3 separate regions of the Mus musculus genome follow, and all the other regions are linked to region 1. Evidence: chromatin contacts called from public Micro-C and promoter capture Hi-C data. All regions are on one chromosome and are shown on one strand. Each heading gives the region's core, a stretch centred on a gene start, on an enhancer-like site or on the middle of the called end of the contact. The rest is flanking DNA. Distances are from core to core; before and after follow the strand shown.

Region 1 (4,772 bases), core at 1,154-3,653:
ATCTGGGTGCTTTGCTCTTGTCTGAAGAGTCTGCATGAAGCAAAGTGAAGAGATTTAAATTATTTGCATCAACAAGAGAAATCTCAAAACAGCCTGGTATAAACTCTGTTGTGTGGTTATTAAAATTCACTGTTATGAGGAACATTTTGATGAAAAGGAGCAAGCTGACAAAGGAAAAAAAAAGACATAATGTATGGTTCTAGCATTAACGGGGCACCAGGAAGTAAAATGAAGCTGAGCCCTGTGTTCAGGAAGATAAACATATTAAGTGGGTGGTGACTTTGGGGCAAGACCCCATCCAGCTAAGTTTGTTGTTTATCCATTTAGTGTTGAGGAAGGAATAGCTATAGCATGTTAGGCTTTTTATTACTTTGTTATTTTTTTCCTTTGGACTTTTAATCTGGAATGAAACCACAGTCTAGAAAGGGGAAACAAAGGCTTTTTACGGAGAACTTGACCAGCATCACTGAGGTGAAATCTTCTAGGAAGTGTTTTCTGAAAACACACAGCTCTGGTTTTTGGTCTTGCTTTGGTCCAGTATTCACTCATTGTAATGTTTTGGGATGGTAATATACATCCCGTGATGTTGAAAGCATGTGATCTGCCTTTTGACTTTGATTTTGTAGGAAATTACAGTTAAATGATTGGATGAATCACAGAAGAGTCTTTGAGCTTGGGACTTTTAACATTGTTGAGACTGCTGTAGATTATGGGGACTTTTGAAGTTGAACTCAATGTATTTTTCATTATACTCTGGCCAGCTGTAGCCCCCATAGACTCATGTGTTTTAACAAGCCTATGGGAGCCAGAAAGTAGAATGTGGTCTTTTGAATATGGTTGGCCCAGGGAATGACACTATTAGGAGGTGTGGCCTTGTTGGAGTAGGAGTGACCTTGATAGAGGAAGTGTGTCACTATGGGGGTGGGGTTTGCCAGTCTTCACCTGTGTTTTGCCTTTGGAACAACATGTAGAACCCTCAGCTCTTCCAGGGCCTGCCATGCTTCCTGCTATGAGGATAATGGACTGAACCTCAGAACCAGTAATCCAACCCCAGTTAAATGTCTTTTATGAGAGTTGCCTTGGACTTGGTGTCTTTTTACAGCAACGGAAACCCTAACTAAGACAGGTAGCCTGGGATACAGGGGTAAAATGGAGGTCATCTGGTGATTAAACGACAGCTGCCCTAGGGTTTTATACATAAACTCCAGGAGTTTTAAGAGTTCTGGCCACTGTTCTCTTTTCCCCTAAGGCCCTCCTGAGTCTCTAGGGTCCTTCTTGCTATAAAAGGCTACCTTAATTTAAAATTTTTTAAATAAAATTATCTGTTTGCCAAAATAGTATTTTTTTATTATTTATTTTATTTTATTTTTATTTTTTGCAAAGTATGCAGGTCAGATCTTGGAGGTGGCTCAGTGAGTAAAGGTGCTTACTGCCAAACTTGACGATCTGAGCCCCGGGGACGGTCTCAAGGAAGGAGAGAACTGGAGTAATCTGTCCTCTGAACTGCACACATGCATGTTCTCACAGAAAAACGCATACAAGAAATATATAAATCTAACTACAAATTTTAACTAACAATATCGGATTATAAAACTCTGTACTACATTTGAATACTATTTGAAGTGGGAACAGTTCAGGAAGCAGAGAAGTGGGTCTGTGTTCTACAGACCGAGTTAGGGAACCTCATTTCAAAATGAACTTTGCACAGACTGCCACCACGTGACCTGCCTCAGGCTGTTTCATCCATTCGAGGAAGTGTATCAGCAACTCTGAGTCTTGTGGTAATGCTGTGAGGAGCAGGTGAGACAAATAATTCAAAAGGTTTCAAACAACAGCAACAGGAACCCAAAGCACCATTATCTCCTCCTCTGTGAAACGGAAATAATGGCACTGGCCAGTTTCAGCGGACTGTGCAGGAGAACTGTCAGTTTGCATTGTTTCAAACACAAACCTGCTTTGATGCTGCCATCTAAATAGGAGCCGCAGCAGCACCTTTCTCTGGCCTCTCTAGCTCTCCTGTTTCTGCTGCTACGGTGGTTTGAAAAAAAAAAAAAAAAAAAGTAGCGCGTTTCTGGGTAATTTTCACCGCAGTGAGAGTAAGGCCGAGGGAGAGAGGAGAAACCTTTGAGGTCGCGTCAGAGATCTACAAGAAAAAGATCAATCTGAGGACAGCCGGCCACGGTGCACATCTCCCCTTCCGGAGCAGCAGGCCGCAGCCCGACCTGTCCACTCGCTACCCCGCTGGAGTGGAGAGGGGAGGAGCTAAGAAGCAGGGGAGGCGTGGGAGCGCGATGTAGGGGCGGGCCCTCAGAGCGTTGTCCAATCAGAGAGAATCCCGCCAACGACCAATCACAGCTCGCCTAGTCTGGCAAATCTGCCCGGCAGTGCGGGGCGGGGCCGCCAGAGTCCCGGGGCTGCCGGTTACTCTTCTGAGAGCCCTTCAGAAAAGCACAGGGCAGTGGGCAGAGAAGCCAGGGGGCGGGGGTGCAGGCAGGCCCAGCCTGTGTACCAGCCCGGGGAAACCCACGGAAGCACCCATGAACAAGAGATGGTGCAACCCGGGTGCGCACGTGTGTGCAGCCCGCTGGCACGTCTCTATGCCCTGTGGGCACCTGTCGTGTGAGTAGCTCCGGGTGTGGCTGTTCCTGGATGTTGTGGGTTTCAGGAAGGTTTGTATCTTCGGGCCTGCCTCCCCCGTCTCCAGAGGGGAACTAAGAAGTTTAACTGACCAGGGACTGAGGAGATTAAAGGAGTGGATCTCAGTGGCAAGGCGAAGAGGGTGGGGACTGCGGGAGCAGCAGGCAGGGGAGCACCTATTTGACCCATCTCCCAGCTAGAAAAGGATCTTGAAAAGACTGGCGTGACCCATGTGCTCTGAAATGTTTAGAGAGCCCCGAGCGGTGATGACCACAGAGTGAGTGGCACTAGACTGAGCCTGTCTAAATCGTGGACGACAGGGATGCTTGCATTTAGAAAGGCCAGAAGGAAACTCAGGATGGGTACCATCTGCTCTCCCAATCCCAGCGGGACAAAGACAGCCTCGGAGGTCTGCAATGCCGACTGGATGGCCTCGCTCCCCGCTCACCTCCACAACGTCCCCCTTTCCAATCTGGCAATCCCAGGTATTCGTCTATAACTACTTGTTCGCACTGTGTTTAATGCTGCCATTTTAGTGTTTGCTAGTGGGTTGGTTGTTTTCTGTTGTGTTGAAAAACAATTGTCAGTGATCTCTTTTTATTTCCAAATTAAAAAAAAAAAAAAAAAACTTAACAGGAAGGTAGCTGCTGTAAAGAGAGTCAGTCAAGCCGACTGCATCACTGGCAAAAGGGACAGTTGAGAGAATGGAATCACTGCGCTGTTGTTTTGTTGTTTTTATTTTGTTTACACCATACGGCCTCAGTCTAAGAATGTTAACCATCTTGATGCAGAGGCCTGGGTATGTGAAAGGCTCGCTGACTTGAATCATTTAAGGGAAAGGGGGAGAGATCAAGAATAATGGGTAGAAAGTCCTTAACAATCTTAGCTCTGGGTCAACATTGAAGCTGAAAAGAATATTTTTCTCATTTATCTGACCTTTCTTGAAAACAAAAATCAGATAAGTGTTAGAAAATAGGTTCAGATTCTAGGCTGGGCATCAAGGCACATAGTTTTGTTGTTGGAAATGCCAGAAATAGAGGATGCAGTCTGTCCTCACAGGCAGTCATTAGGTGTGATGAAGTGACGGTGTTTGAAGCTTTGTCTATATATACACAGGTGTCTGCCTAGCTGATGTAGAACTGGAGCCTTGAGAAGCACCTCTGTTCTTGCTGCATTCCTCTGCCAGAGGCTTCAAAGCTTGACAGTGCTCTCGGGCAATTGGTTGATCTTTCCACTGAAAGGCTTGCTAAAACATAGTTATCTTGGGCAGGATGTTTAGACCACACTGAGCTCAGGTTGGTGAGGTGGGTGAAATCCTACAATGCTGGTACTTAAGAAGCACTCAGGGAGCAAGCGGTGGACCAGTTCTTTCTCTTGCTTGGGGACATAGCAATTAAAGTTTAGACTCTCAGACAAGCCCACATGCATTCCCTGGACCTACTTGCTTTTCTCTTCTGCCTTAAAAGATGACCTCAAGACACCTCCATCTGCTTTCTATGCATGGGACAGAGAGGTTTGGGGTTTTTTGTTGTTGTTGTTGTTTTGGGTTTTGGGAGGTTTTTGTTTTGGTTTGTTTTTGTTTGCCTTGCTCACCTCTCTTGGAGCTCTTCCAGGTTCACTGTCCTCATGGGCCCTAACTGCTGTTAAACAAGAGAAAGATTGAAAGATTTTGTTACAGCTACAAGTCCCTTCTGTCTTACTGGCCCTTAACTACAGTTCCTGGGGAAATGCCAGATGGCCATGCTTCAGAACATGTCTCCTCCATGTTTAATTGATGCCTATGGAGTCACTGCCAAACGATGCATGGGACACTTCTAACATGAGTCATTTGCCTTCGGGCTCTCCGATGGAATTATTTTGCTGAGTGATATGGCAGGTAGTTCATGTTTGCAAACAGAATGGCATCTAAGGCAGGCCCTAAATGACCCTGTCATCCACGGCATGTCCGGGTAGGCTGTGCTCCCTCCTTCCTGGTACTTTGGACAGTTCAAACTGCAGCTCCACTGGGCTGTGAGTTCTGGCTGGACTCTACAAAGGATCTGGGTGTTTGTTTTTGATCTATAGTATATTTCAGGCACTAGGATTTCTAGATGAAACAAAATTCTTGAGACCCATTGCCATACCTGAAACTCAGT
Region 2 (4,772 bases), core at 820-3,319, 120 kb after region 1:
ATGGGTCTCAAGTTCAGCAAGCTATTGATTGGCCATTCCTTCAACTCTTCTAGAGTTGGAAGAAATTTGGATCAGTGAAATTATATATATATAAAGTAAGAGTCACTATTAATTGAGTTTATTGATCTAATCAACTGCAGAGGCTTGAAGACAATATTAATGATGTAATAAAAGTATCCACACACAGGAGGTTAAATATAGCCTCTGGGAGATGACACAGACTCCCTGTTAAACAAGGTATATTATATAGTTCTCTAGCTACAGTTAATGATACACTTGAAATTCTGTTATAAGCTATTTTATAAAAGAATAAGGCAGGTCTGGAAACGTAGTTCTGTAATAAAGCACTTGCCTAGTTCGTGTGAGACCCAGGTTCAGCAGACATAGATAGATAGATAGATAGATAGATAGATAGATAGATAGATAGATAGACAGACAGACAGCAAGACTAGAATAAGGTAGAATTTGGTGTATTAGATTCTTTGCAAACTTCCTAGAGCATCACCATCACTCTGGTACTGTACTATCCGGAAGAAACAAGAGCCCCCCCCCCCAAAAAAAAAAAACAAAGTGAAAAATTCTTTAAACAAAGGCTAGTCACACTTACCAAACACTGAATGTGAGAGACAGGAAATCTGTGTCCCAGGAGGAGGCTTACTGGGGCCACACTAATGGACATTTTTATCTATGCTATGGAAGCCAGATCTGTTATTCATGGTTCCCTTAGTCAACACAGTCTCATGGTGAAATACTGCAGACTTAATGGCTTGAGTAACAGAAATCTTTCACAAACAGATTCATCAACTGGAAAGTCCAAGGTCAGGGTACCAGCATGGCCAGTTCCTGCTGATGCTCTCTTCAGAGCTTCGCAAGTCCATATACATGCCCATGACCACAGCTCTCTCTCCCACTTCCTAGAGGAATTCCAGTCCATAGGTCTTCTATGTCCTGTGTGCCTAATTTGAATACTTGGGAAGAAGAGACAGGAGGATCAGGAATTTAAAGTCATGCTGGTTACAGTGTGTTGAAGGCTGATCTTGTCTATATAAGACCTTATCTCAAAAGAAAAGAAAACAAATAATGAAATCTATACGATAAAGACCCTACCTGGACCCATTTAACCTTGAGTACTCTTTAAAAACTGTATCTTCAAACTTGGCCACTGTGGAGAACAGAACTTCAAAATGTGAATTAGGAGAAATACTCTCTCAGTTCATAGCAGTGAGACAGGAAGCCACACATATGGTCCTTGCAGTGGTTTTAAATATGCTTGGCCTATTGGGCGTGGTGCTGTTAGGAGGTGGGGCCTTATTGGATGTTGTGTAGCCTTGTTTGACTAAGTGTGTCACTGTGGAGGTGGAGCATTGAAGTCTCACATATGTGTTCAAATCTGGCCATTGTGATCTAGACCCTCCTCCTGGCTGCCTGCGGACGACACTCTTCCCTAGGCTGCCTTTGGATCACGATGTAGAACTCTCAGCTCCTTCTCTAGCACCATGTCTGCCTGTATGCTGCTGGGCTTCCTGCCATGATGATAATGGACTGAACCTCTGAAACTGTAAGCCCGCCCCAATTAAATGTTTTCTTAGTCATGGTGTCTCTTCAAGGGATAAAACCCTAACTAAGACAATCCCCAAATTCAACAGTTAGTTTTATTCTTTAAAAATAATATCTTAGGGTTTCTGTTGCTCTGATGAAATACCGTGAGCAAAAGCAAGTTGGGGTGGAAAGGGTTTATTTGGCTTAATTTTTTATCACGGAAGGAAGTCAGGACAGGAACTCAAACCTGGAGGCTAGAATGGAGGGATGCTGGTTACTGGCTTGCTCAGCCTGCTTTTTTCTTTTAGAACCAGGACTACCAACCCCAGAATAGCATTACCTACAATGGGCTGGGCCCAGCCCAATCAATCACTAGTTAAGAAAATGCCTACAGATCTTAAGGAGGCATTTACTCAGCTGAAGCTCCCTCCTCTCTGATGATTCACATGCACACCCTAGGAAACCTATAGTGCCTTTAAGAGCAGCTGGATTCAAATGTGACCCTTGGTGCAAGACAAGAGTGGACCAGAGGACATTTTCCCTGAGTCACCCATGGGCCGGTTCTCAGGGTGGTTTACTCAGCCGGCCTAGCCTGTTAAAGCGCCCTGAGGAATGCACTGCCTTTAGCATTCACTGATAAAAATCAAAATACCTACAAAGCCAGAAACGGCTCCTCAGTTAAGAAATATTTCAAGCCCTGGTGTTTGCAGACAACAGGAAGTAGTCGTTTAGCACAGGAAACTCTAAGCTCCTTCACCAAATGGTAAAAAGTACCCATTGGGCTGAAGTCAGGAGATTGCTGGTCTCACCCCTGCTTTGCCACTGATTCGCCTGCTGAAGGCATGACTCTGTTTTCTTATCAGAGAATGAGGCAAGGTTGGAACGGGGCATCTCAAATTCTATTACACATAAGACTTCGTTATGCTGTTTATTTTCAGTGTAAGCTTTCTGACCTGTAGCCTACACCACCTCCAACACACACACACACACACACACACGCCATCACCACCACCACCACCACCACCACCACCACCAACAACAACAACAACAACAACAACAAACAAACAAACAAACAAACAAACAAACAAACAGTTCTGTTTTCCTTACTGGAAAGCCCAAAGTCTGGCTCTCAGCATGGCCAGTTACTGATGATCCTCTTTTCTGGGCAAGGTCTCCCCAGCACCAGTTTTGTGTTTTCAAGGTCCCATCTAGGCCAAGTGTGATGTTATCCCCAGATTTCTGATGCATCCAAAACAGCTTTTTCAAAAACCAGATATCCTTTGCTTACATTATGCACCCGTGGACCATATCAATATTGAAAGCGGTGGCCTTCATCTTGCAGGACCTGATCTTTTCTTCATCAATGTGTTCAAAGGGTGCCCTAGGGTGAGAGAGGACTGCTTGGAATATTGTCTGTTATTCTTTCAAAGCCCTCTGCTCTCCTCTTCCTGCTCAGAACCTGAGTTTCAAAACCCAAGATAGAAACTAGGACCTTCTGAGAGCTTCACTGATATGGCTTCTCTCCAACTCCATTTCCAAAGTCCTGAGTGTTTGGGCAAGACAATTTTTGTTTTCTTTTGTTTTGTTTTCTGTACAAGGTACTGTATCCACTGTGATCGTATTACTAATTGATCAGAATATCGTGTGTGTGTGTCAAAGGCACCCTGCTGTGAGCACCGGTTTCCAGTTAATGTGAACATTGCTTAAGACACTCTCCTGGTACTGAGGATGCTACACTTGGGGTGTGACTCTGTGAAGGCTAAATGATGGAAACTTAGTATTTAATCAGCCTAGTTCTCAAACTCGAAACGCATAAGCACAGCATCAGCATGTGGTTTTCTAGTTATCTAGTGGTGATTGAATACTGGCTCTGAACTGACATTGATTCCAGGAAACCCTAACAAGCATTGTGGCCCTCCAGATAAAAGAGGGGGCCTATGGAGGACATGTGATTAATGAGTTTTGGCTTAAGTGTGACTCAGAGTAGATCCAGTGGTTCCCTGAACAACCCTTCCTGTGGTTTTTTCTGTAGTTCCAGAATGTATAATTGGAATATATGTATATATATATATATATATATATATATATATATATATTTTAGAAATTGGAAAAATCCCCATATTGATTACTTGACCTGTGGAGTGAGGGCTATTGTGGTTGAAAAGGCTGAATGGAAGCCACTGGAGTCACCTCTATCAGGAAAAATAGTGAACTAAAAACATTATTGCATCACTAGAAGAACTGCAGAAATTAGTGCCACCATCAAAGACCGAATGGTGCAGGAGTGATGGTTTCTTCCATACCTCCCTTTAACTCCTCTATCTGACCTGTGAGTAGATGGGTCAAGGAGAATGACAGTTACCTATTGCAAACTTAATCAAGTAGTGACTCGGATTGCAGCTGCTTTAGTTGAGCAGATTAAGTTAGCTGATACATGGTATGCAGCTATCGATCTAGCAAATGTCCTTTCCTCAGTACATGTCCATAAAGACCACCTGAAGTTTTTTTGCTTTCAGCAGTGTACTTTAATAATTTTTACCCCCAAAAGGTAACTCTCCAGCCCTGTGTCAACAGTGAGTTTGAAGAGATCTTGATTATCTGTCACTTCTACAAAATATCACATTGGCCCCCTATATTCATGATATTATGCTGATTGGACCAAGTTAGCAGAAGGTAGCAACCACTTTGAACTCATTGATGAGAGCTGCTTAACTTGTGAAGAAAACAGTGAAGAAAGGAGAAATGATGGCCTCTGCAGGGTGTTCTCAGTGGGCCTCTTGCAGGTGAGGAAGCTTTCTTCAGTTGATACATCATCCTAGAATGGTACCTCAATGTCACTGTCACTGTCAAGTGTCCACTGTCTAAGCAGTACCAGTGAAGACCTGTCCTTGAGGGAAGGTCACAGCTAGGAGTGGGGCAGACCACCACATAGCAGTTGTTTTTACTTTCTGCACAGAAAGTTAATGAATATAGCTTGGAGTCAGATGAATTAATCTTTTACGTTTCTCTGTTTGTTTTTAAATCTTGTACCAATAGCTTACTAGACAGAACAGCCAGCAGCTTTCCCTGTGGTAAACCAGGGCTCAGAGTGCTACCTTTGTAAAGCAAATGTGGAGAGGCATTATAACGGGGCTTGATTGGTGCTTGATTCTGCATTAGCTTTAACACATTGCTTCAAGGTGTGTGTGTGTGTGTGTGTGTGTGTGTGTGTGTGTGTGTGTGTGTGTGAGAGA
Region 3 (4,772 bases), core at 639-3,138, 83 kb after region 1:
TAGCTGCCTTTAGCTTTATGACCATTTCTGAAATGAGCATCTTGGAATTGGACAATGGGAGCCAAGGACCTCTCCCAACACCCTTCCCTTTCTAGATGGTTAACCCTTCACACATTATGTCTGATATGGTCCTGGGTCTGTCTGAACAGTATAGAGGAGTATCCCTGAGTGGACTCCACATACATTGCAATTTATTATTGCTCTTATTAATCTGGACTTTAGAACCCAACCTCATACCTAAGATGACAATATTTTTCAAGCCAGTCATTTAACTTTTGATATGGCAGCTTCACCATTATAAAATCAGAAATGAGATATTCCTGATCTCACCAGGTTGTCATAAATATGAAATGGAATCGTGTTTAGAAAACTTTGTCACAGTGGTGACACAGCATAGTATGGCCCTGACACAGATCAGCAATAGGCATTATGTATTAATTAAATTTGCATTATCATACAGTACTGCCTAGCCAGCACATCATGATGTTAGTATTTCACAAAGTCAGAGGCTTTATACTGTTCGTCTTTATCCTACTGTAACAGACTCATGCTAGGATCTGAAGTTCATCTCCCCAGACTCCTGTGTTGAAATCCAAGCCCCGTCAATGTGATAGCATCAACCGATTTCCTCCTTCACCCTCATAGATAAGCAAGTGTCTGCCATAACTCAGGAAACAGGCCCTCCTCACCAGTCCCCAAGCTTGCCAGAGCTTTCACTTCAGACTTTCCAGCCCCCAGGTATATGAGAAATAAAATTTCTGTTGTTTCTGCGATAGATATCAATCTATGATGTATCCTTATGACAATCCTGAAAGAGTAAACAAACAGTTATGGTGATATTTGTTTCAGAAAATAGAATGCCCTTTAGTGAGGAAGCAGAGTGATGTTCTGGCAACAGTGTAGCACTGGAGTTGAACACACCTCAACTTGACCCTGATGCTGCTATGCTGCTGCTTCTTAAGTTGCCTGGCCTGCGGCAAGTTTTGGAATGTCTTTGAAATCCCGCTTTCTGTTTGTATAGTGGAGATAACAGAACTTACCTCCTAGGGTTACAGGGAGGATATAATGAAACAATGTTTGGGAAGTCCTTGACTTCTGGTCTGCAGCCCAGAAATGGATTTTAGTCTGTGACAGAAAGACCCACTGCCCCCACCCCCCCCCACTTGATAGAACTGACTGGAATAATTACAACATCTGGGAGTCTTATCCAAAATATTTTTCCAGTGACAGAGTACAGGAGAAAACCGCCTGGTCCATTGTGTATTTTTGTCTCTTGTGCAAGACTTGGCTTGGTGTATGATTTACAAATAGATGTCTGATTATAAATTAGGGGCAGGGGTATCGGGAATCTAGATGTCTTCTAGCTATCACACTTTTGCCCCATGCAGCTAATTGGTAGCACAGAAGTTTTGTTTGTTCTTATAAAGTAGCTGAGTCAAAGTGGTCCACTAATGCTCACAATTTCATTTCAAGAAGGTTTAAAATTATGTGTTGAGGAGGGCGGCAACATCATAAATTCCAGGGAAGAGTTACCTTCAACGCTCTTAAAACTGGGCTCCAGTGACCCCATCAATAAAGGCACAGTTGTCCAACAGAGGTGCTATGACCTCAAGGCAGGTTCATGGACATTACCCAGACTTGGACCCTCACCTTCCATCCTTGCATTACTCAGACTCTGTCTTCCCAGTCTTAATTCCCACTTGCTGAGTGAGGAGATGCTAATCCGCCTGTGGTGTCCTTGTAAAAGAAATTGCACAATCTCAGCTGCTGAGAGGTGAAGATGCTCCCTAAGTCTCTCCTTTCCAGAGGCCCAGAAGAGCAGAGCAGAGAAGCTTCTCTCTGCTTTGGGCCAAGGGGGATCAAAGTCTGAAGCTTAGCTTCCAAGCAACGTTGGGATTCAACTTTTTCTTGGCAGACACGAAGCACCCGTAACCTTTGCCTCATCCCGCCACACCAATGTTCTGTAGCTTCTTACTCCTGATCAATACACTTGCTGGAAAGTAGGAGAAAGTAGCAAGGTTGGCATTCACAGTGTTGGAGGGTCAGGGAGGCACCCAGACGGCCATCTAGAAGGCTCTGAAAAGTAGGTGGCCATTGTAGAACACCCTTCCTTTTCTCTATACCACTGGTTGCTTCCAGAACAATACAATTGAAAAGGTGATTTATAGCTAATGTCCATGCAAAAAGTTATTTTTTAGCTGGCAAAATGAACCTCAGATGTTAGACAGGGAAAACACGTCCAGAAAACTCTTTTGTATTAGTTTCCCTTAAAGAGGAAAACCAATTGGATATCCAGTCCATACTACTTTAACTCCAGTCCTTAGATACAAAATTAAGGCTTAAAAAGCAAAGAGATAATACATTCCCTGCTTCCTAAATCACTCTGCTGCTCTATTAGACAGCATCAGACTTGAAGTGAAGACCAGACCCAGCTCACTAGAAACTGAAGTAAAGGGCGGGGGTGGGGTGGGGTGGGGTGGGGGACTAAGTCCCACTCTTTGAAACTTGAAGTGCAAAAGAAGAAAAACAGAATGAGTGCAGCAGAATCTACCTTAGTGTTTCATCGTTTCTCTTTCCTCCTCTCCACTTGCAGACAGCCTCTCAAACACACGAACAGACATATCCCCCCACAGCTTTCCACATACATCAACAGACACCCCCTCACATACAAGAACAAATACCCCCTCACATGTGTACATACATGTGTGCATTCACATACACCCTCACATACTATAAAAGGAAGACAAGTAACCCTGAATCAGAATACTAACAGTTTTTTGTTTATTATCTACAAGATTTACCATCTTCTTCATATTGTTCATTTTCTGCAAACTAAGGTTGATAATATTTTTTTCTTATAGCAGTGTTGTTAGATCAAATAAAACAACAAAATGTATTTTATAAACCACAAAACAGCCATTTAGTCACTTGTTTCAAGAAACTTAAAAACCCAGAGAAATTAGGGCACCTTCTCTCAAATTCCCACTTGTAAACATACATGTCGAACATGTCATAGGTCTATGGAAAAGTTTTGCTGGTCTTGTTTTTCCTCCAAGACTCGACACACAAAAGGACTTGGGCATAACAAGCAAAGAGCAGCTGTGTTCAACTGAGTTCTCGGAGTCTCCTGACCTGAACCCTTCCCATCAATGCAAAGACATCTGTAAACATCTGTTGTTTTTCTATAGTCCCAAAGTATGCCTTTTGCAGAGTGTTGACATTACATTTGTGAGTCAAATATTTCCTGATGTAACATAGAATTTTGGAAAGGCATTTTCATAATGAGCAGAAACTTTCAAATATTTTTCTGGAATTCAGTTTCAAGGAATTGGAGAATAGAGGACACAACCATATTTTTGTTATCTGCAAACTCAGATGATAATCGTAACTTCTATGTCTATCAGTAGTATCTAATAGAATAGTTCACATGCAGTTGTTTAAATGCACAATGAATTTTCGGTGGTCTTGATAACTTGATTATCCTATTCCCAGCGGCTCTGCCTTTGCCACTGTCAGGACTTTGCTTCTGATGGGAATTACTGTGGCTGACATTCCCTAAGTCATTGCATTTTTGTCTGACTACTAAGTTCCTACAGAAATAGTAGTTTCTGTAGTGGCTTAGGCTTAGTTTGGAAGTTTGTATGCAGTTTTGGATGAATTGGGTGACGTAGGGGAAGGAAGAACTGGTAAGTGCTGGTAGCACACGAGAGAGATTGCGCCTTAGACGCTCATTTTGGAAGAAGGGGAAGACGGCAGCTGGTTGATCCTGGTTGGTATTTTCCAGGGGATGGTTATTAAAAGATAGAGTAGATAACATCAACTGGGGATACTTACCCCCGTGAGAAAAAGCCTAGGGAAGCCATTTGTGTCATAAGCTGAGTGATATCCAGGATGACTGCCTAACATAGCTTTGGGTGATTGTCACAGAAGATTCCAGAAAGCAAATGGAATTTCAGCATGATCTTGAATTAGAAGCCATATACATGAAGGAACTCCAAGGGTTTTTAAGCATAAAGTTCTGGTAGGTTAACCTGGACACAATGACGGGCTTACTGAACTGTAGTGTACATCAAGACAGAGGTTTACAGATGCTTATAGTGCACTCTGTAAACAGCAGACTGATGTAATGAGGGGTTTGTACAGGAGAGAGTTGTAAGAGGACAGCAGATTAGAGCCGTGCTACTAAAACCATACACTACAGAGCACTCATTTCCTCTGCAGACCAAGCTCTACTCTATGAGTGATAACAGACACACCAGCTCCAAAAGATGCAGGGAAAGTAGTGGAGCCCTAGAGGGCTATACATTGGCCCATCAGCCAGCCAGATAGCCCTTTCCCCATGCCCTCTGGTGCTGCTGTGAATAACAGAGTGCAGGCCACTGTGCAGGCTGTGTTGATGGGCTCATGTGAACAAAGGTTGGCAGGACTGCCTGGGATTTCAATGTCTTATTGAACAAACTCATCACCCAAATCCACCCCCAAGCTTAGAGCTTGCTCTGCCTTGGCGGCAATCTAGCATTGCCTTGCGAAGCCCACATGCAAAGTCCCAAGAGACAATGCTTGGATTCATGTCTGGAATGTTTCCACCTACCATGGAGCCCACTCCCACTCCTCTGTGTCTGAGGAAGAGATTCAGAAGTGCTCAAAGAGCCCTCTGGCCATCAATGAGCAATTTATAGTCTTTAATTATGGGCCAATGCAAACAATACTTTTACTGAACTGCCGCCTCCCCTTCACCCCTGACCCATGGGCAGACACGTGGCAGTGAATGT

The links. Promoter capture Hi-C pulls out the DNA fragments that hold promoters and counts their contacts. A called contact is a pair of places that touch in the nucleus more often than the background predicts.
Region 2: a Micro-C map of the HL-1 cell line shows a contact between it and region 1, with 2.3 times the contacts expected there. The contact joins the enhancer-like site here to the promoter of Plcxd2 in region 1. A contact is called at or near these places in 1 of 39 promoter capture datasets (liver), 2 of 484 Hi-C or Micro-C datasets (the HL-1 cell line and liver), 1 of 115 datasets of contacts at active chromatin or transcription factors (bone marrow-derived macrophages) and 2 of 9 other capture datasets (adipose tissue and liver).
Region 3: a promoter capture Hi-C map of liver shows a contact between it and region 1, with 2.6 times the contacts expected there. The contact joins the enhancer-like site here to the promoter of Plcxd2 in region 1. A contact is called at or near these places in 3 of 39 promoter capture datasets (the 3T3-L1 cell line and liver), 1 of 15 datasets of contacts at CTCF or cohesin (embryonic stem cells) and 4 of 484 Hi-C or Micro-C datasets (liver and nephron progenitors).

The regions. Positions count from the first base shown.
Region 1 is chr16:46,008,044-46,012,815 of GRCm38.p6, reverse strand. It overlaps Plcxd2 (phosphatidylinositol-specific phospholipase C, X domain containing 2), which reads left to right and starts at 2,403. Exons shown (of 4, transcript NM_001134480.1): 1 at 2,403-3,122. The coding sequence starts at 2,960.
Region 2 is chr16:45,884,153-45,888,924 of GRCm38.p6, reverse strand. It overlaps a transcript of Phldb2 not described here. Among named protein-coding and RNA genes, the nearest start is that of Phldb2, 42 kb to the right of the region's middle. Within about 2 kb of position 2,069, at least 60 of the 459 cell types and tissues checked have an H3K27ac peak or open chromatin away from gene starts, as enhancers often do. A contact at or near this core is called in the HL-1 cell line, where this site is marked.
Region 3 is chr16:45,924,122-45,928,893 of GRCm38.p6, reverse strand. It overlaps a transcript of Phldb2 not described here. Among named protein-coding and RNA genes, the nearest start is that of Gm15638, 19 kb to the left of the region's middle. Within about 2 kb of position 1,888, at least 41 of the 459 cell types and tissues checked have an H3K27ac peak or open chromatin away from gene starts, as enhancers often do. A contact at or near this core is called in liver, where this site is marked.